Regions from separate parts of the Zea mays genome. Here region 2 is linked to region 1. Evidence: chromatin contacts called from public Hi-C data. All regions are on one chromosome and are shown on one strand. Each heading gives the region's core, a stretch centred on a gene start, on an enhancer-like site or on the middle of the called end of the contact. The rest is flanking DNA. Distances are from core to core; before and after follow the strand shown.

Evidence for each region. A called contact is a pair of places that touch in the nucleus more often than the background predicts.
Region 2: a contact with region 1 is called in a Hi-C map of tassel, with 4 times the contacts expected there. The contact joins the promoter of LOC103627657 here to the promoter of LOC100277641 in region 1. A contact is called at or near these places in 9 of 25 Hi-C or Micro-C datasets (bundle sheath, ear, endosperm and 3 more) and 1 of 3 datasets of contacts at active chromatin or transcription factors (leaf).

Annotation. Positions count from the first base shown.
Region 1 is chr5:211,441,154-211,443,774 of Zm-B73-REFERENCE-NAM-5.0, reverse strand. It overlaps LOC100277641, which reads right to left and starts at 1,307. Exons shown (of 1, transcript NM_001363575.1): 1 at 753-1,307. The coding sequence starts at 1,202. The coding sequence ends at 1,002. It overlaps LOC100279601, which reads left to right. Exons shown (of 6, transcript NM_001152598.1): 6 at 1-352.
Region 2 is chr5:211,665,432-211,668,052 of Zm-B73-REFERENCE-NAM-5.0, reverse strand. LOC103627657 (fimbrin-4) reads right to left here and starts at 1,300. Exons shown (of 15, transcript XM_035959267.1): 1 at 990-1,300; 2 at 744-871; 3 at 458-628; 4 at 103-353. The coding sequence starts at 830.

The DNA of each region.
Region 1 (2,621 bases), core at 58-2,557:
TCGCTGAATGTTCAAATCATCAGAAGGAAGCAGTCCCAATCGTGCCACTTCCACTTGGAAGCTAGCATTTTCTATCCGGGTTGGTACCTGATTGGTGGTTGTGACCAAACTTAACTATACCCAATACTGGTGATCCTCGTTTGTTGCAGCATCTCTAGCATTTCGTTTTTCCAGCCCCGAGAAATGCTCTATTGCTCTGTAATTGAAGAGTGGAGAAATGTTAATCTCGATCTTTAGTGCTGCTCGCCTGCTATGGCGCGTGGAACTAAGTTCAGTTAAACCCAGCTATGGGTATTCTTTACCACGAAGGCCTTATTCGGTTATTCCCAATACAGCCTTATTCGGTTATTCCCAATACACATGGATTGGATGTGATTGGAAAAAATTAAGAAGAAGTTTAACTTGTTTGATATTTAAACCCATCCAATCCCACTTAATCTACATGGATTGAGAGCTAACCGAACAAGCCCGAAATATTTCATCTCTTTTATTGAGATTGAGAGAACATACGTACACCTCTCATCAGCTTTGTTGATGGAATGTTCTATGTTTCGTCGGGACGGTTAAGGGGACGGTTAAGAGTAGAACCGTAGAAGATCCTTTTCGGTTGTACGACTCACGTGACACAAACACACAAACACGGTATTTGTCTAGAAATTGGTAGGAAATTCTTTTTTTTTTTTTTGCGGGTATGTTTGGGAGATTTCTATCGCAAATGAACAGAACATGGAACCCAGCAATCCTAATGACGATTGACGAACGAGATCCATCGTCTTTATTCATACAACACACGCCTCAACACAAGGTATACGTCGAACAATGCAGTATGGTACAAAAAGAATAAGCAATAGCACAAGATCACAACGCCCACCAGGGGGAGACAGGGACACAATCAACACAGCCCATGACTGCTACTTCTACTACTAACTAAGGCGAAAACGATCGAACAGGGCTCCGCCTGACCCCGAACCAGCAGCTAGCCACCACGTCGACGGCAGCGCCTACTGCACGAGGCCACCGGCGACGAGGATGAAGAAGACGGCAGAGCAAGCCACGGCCAGGACCGACGCCGCGGCCCCCGCTGCCGCGCCCGTGTCGGGCGCCGGCGCGGGCGGCACGCCCAGGTCCATCTCCTGCGCCGACGCCGCGGCGAACAGCACGGCCGCCACGGCCACGAGCAGCACTGCAACGCGGGACGCCATCGCGAGCAGAGCGACGCGGGAACAAGGACGGCGAGAGTGCGTAGCAGCGGCGGCTAAGCTAAGCGAGGCAGAGTAGGGGGCAAGGCAGTGCGGTGAGACGGGGACGGTATGGGGAGAAGGAGAAGGCGGTGTATATAAGGAGGTGGCGTGGGTTCGCGGGTCACGGTCGCGGCCGCGCGGGCGATCGCTTGGCGACGCGTGGGGTGTCGAGGCGCGACACGTCGGGCGCGCGGATGACGCAGGTGGCGCGGCGTGAGGGTGGGAGGTCTGGCCGTCTCGGTCTGGGTCTCGACGCACGCGCGCGCGCGCGCAACGCGAACGCGGTTCCATTCCATCTCCATCCCACCCACGACCTCGGGTCTGGTGACGCCCACGGCCCACCCGGCGTCGATTGGCGCGCGCGCAACCGCGACGCGTCCCCCGCACGCCGCCACCGCCGACCGACACACCGGCCACGCGACAGACCGATATAATCGGACATGGTACGCAACGTCACGCACGGATGCAGTACGCGTACGCCGTCGCGTGCGTCACCCTCAGGCTCAGCGTAACCAGAATTGGCGACGAGTAATCGCAACTTTTTTAGTTGAGCTCGAGTTGCTAGAGCCTAGAGGCTGTCTGCATGAGTTATCACGTCAGATTTAAGCCGAGATCGCAGGACATAAAAGGGAAAACAAACAGCCTGTAATAAACCCGTAGCTAGCTTAATAACGAGAAATTGGTTTTGAAGAAACTTTGTGAGATACTCTCTTTATACGTGGAATGCTAGATTGGCTATAAGTGACATATACAACGCTAGCATATAAAAAAAATCACTCGCCATGACCGCTCCTTTTTTTTTCTTTCTTTCTCCCTTGACAAAACATGGACGCTCGTGTTGATTGTTCCTTGTTGCCGACTCGATCGTAATACCGTATTGCCTACGTTCTCGTGGGGGGTCAATAATGGCAGCTGCCGTACACGTACAGATCGGTACGTGCGCGCGCGCGCGTACACCTGCCCAGAGCCGGCCGGACGCAGTTTAAGCCAGCGCAGTACACATGCGGCGTAGGGTGACGGAAGAGGGTCGACTCGACTACGGCTACGGCTACGGGCAGCAGTGCAAACAGGGCCACGTACCACGTACCGTAGGTTTCCTTCCACAAAGGAAAAAAGGAAAGAAGTCTTCAAATTTACTTCACGAACGCTTTGGTTGCAAGCGCGGTATCCGCCAGGCGTGCCGTGTGGAAGATGGCAGGCAGGTATATGCGGTGTATATGTTCGTCGACAGGGACCGAGGGATCGGAGATCAAATCAACTCACGTTCCAGGCTGAAATAAAGAAAATTGGCCAGACGGGAAGCTTCTAGGTGCACCTGGAGAAGAGTTACTGGCCGATCCCGGCAGAATTCCGAGGACATGTGTGCGTTTTCTGCGCCTA
Region 2 (2,621 bases), core at 51-2,550, 220 kb before region 1:
GAACAACCATCAGAAACGTCTAGTCTCAGATAACTTCTGTTTCACGAGAAAAGAGAATGCAGTCTGCTACCAATAATAACTAGAAAAAGAGAATCATCTGACCAGAGCAGAACCCCATCCCGGATGAGATCGAACAGCTGATTTCCAGACGGTTCGATGGGCAAGTACTTCTTCAGGAATGGGTCTTCACGGAGGTAAGTATTGATGTGTGCGACATACGAAGATTTCTCTGCCTGGTTGAGATTGTGCAGCAGCGTAGTGATGCTGGACTTGAGAAACGACGGCTTGCCACCCCTGCCACCGCCGGCACCACCTTCCTTGGCACTCACCTGAGCCTGCAGATTAAGATACTCCTGCAACAACACCGCACCAGATTCCCTAGTCCCGTCAGAACAATTGAGGACAGCAATCCATTCCAGTCGACATTACAATCAGAGAAACACCGCGATGTGTGTACCCGGAGGAAGGATTCGAATTCAATCTCGTGATCGCTATCAGGGTACGACTCCGACAGGAAGGCCGCGATCTCCTCCTCGGAGACCACCTCATTGAGCCCCCTCAGCTTCTTCATCAGCCCCGGCAGGTTCTTAGTGGTGACATGGCCGGAATCTCTCTTCAGAGACACGAACTGCACCACACCACCCGTAAATCAAAATTACACAGTGAACAAACCTGGCGAACAACTGCAGTTTCCGGCGCAGAGGTAGGGGAACGAAGAACCAGCCCGCGGATGCGAACATCACCTTGGCCTTGAGCGATCGGAGCTCGACCTGCGTGAACTGCCCCTGCAGCGAAGGGTCGGACACGACGACCCCGACGAATCCGGACATCCCCGCCGGCCACGGGGCGATTCCACGCGCGCCTGAAGCGGCTGCAAGACGAATCCAGATCAGAGCGGTCACGCGACCTGGATGTAATGGAGCCCCTGAAAAAAGAAGAAGTGAGGAGATGGCGCGTCCCGACGAAGAGACGGCGCGGCGAGGAGATGCCTTCCGGATTGGTGACGGCAATCCCTCACCCTCTCTGGCGCGCGGTTTCCTTGCGCTGGACGGAAAAGGTGAGCAATGGCGTCCTGGTCTCCAGATTTCGTGGGGGCCGAGGCGCAGAGGGGAAGTGGTGGAGACGAGAAGAGGAGGTAAGGGCAGGGTGGGGTCGGTTTCTCGCGTTTGTTTATTCACCTTCCTGTCGCCGAATTAGGTTTCCTCGGGGTTAAGCCATTGGAACCGTTGAAACTGCTGCTGTTTTTCCCACCTTCCTGTCGCCGAATTAGGTTTCCTCGGGGTTAAGCCATTGGAATCGTGGAATCTGCTGCTCTTTTTTTCCACCTTCCTGTATGCAGCAGTACTGTATTGCTTCCAAGCTGACAATTGCGCTCCTCCTGTCAAAAACTGTTCAGGGAACATTTCTATGCTGCTCTTTTTATTCAGGGCTGAATTCAGTAGACCTTTTGTGCATGTGCTAGTGTTCGTGTAGAAGAAATGTTGCCCAGAAAGCAGACTTGCATTAACCATCAAATTCATCACAAAACTCAGGGGTTCGTTCCAAAAAAAACAGGCGCTTTGGTTCATAAACACAGACAGGTTGTACGGAACAAAGGCCCTGAGCAGTTGAAACAATCTGTGTCGTTGGGTCGTTGCTGCAAACAGAGAACAGTTTAGAATTAAAGTTGGTACACAGTTTACAGTTACTGGTGACCCGCGTGTTATTACACAGGGATTCTTCAGAAGCCAAAAGAGTGCACCGGCCAGGGTCCAGGGCCAGCTCTTATCCCAGGTCCAGCGGACCGACAATTCGGCACTTCCCACCGCCTGACAGCGTGTCCTTGCCTCCTTGGCCCTTCAGCCCTTGCGATTTGTGTTGCCGAAAGCGTCACCGGCCTTGGATTGGCGTGTTCCGATTGCGACTTCCAACGCGATACTCTAACTCGTCTACTTCGCGTCGCGTCAGAACGAACATTTCAGCTACTATACCTCGGTTGCACGCGGCATGAGCTGCATGGGCCACAATTCAGCTACTGCCGTCACGCATCAGACATGAAAGGGAAACGTCGGAAACACCTTGGGGTTGGGGAGATCAGATCACAGTAAATTAATAAAGTAGACGGGGACGGCAAACAAGCAACCATCGCATGGACGCATGGTGGCCGGTGGCCCTCGGCGGAGCCTAGCTGACAATTGCGCTCCTCCGATCCTGTCAAAATTGTCTCGCGCTGTCGTTCCCACTTCCCAGCGTCCAGCTAACGCCTTAAACATTCCAGATCGCCAGGCTTGCACGCCGCATGGCGTAAGGCTACTCACAATGGGGATTTCATGTCTCTGTTTCCAAAAATACCACATCAAATTTATGGATGAATGAAATACTCTCTCAATAGAGAGTTTCATCTCACTATTTCATATGTCAACATACTTCTTAAATGCTGCATATAAATGACCAATAGGATTTACTCAATTATATGAAGATGAAACAAAACACTCTCAGTGGAGGTTTCACACATTTTCCAAGATCTTGGAAACGAGTTAACATGGTTTCGTCCCCATGAAACTTTATAAAACTCTTTTTTCTTAAATGATGTGACATGTCATTAAAATAGCTGATATGGCAGACTAATTAATACATAAAAC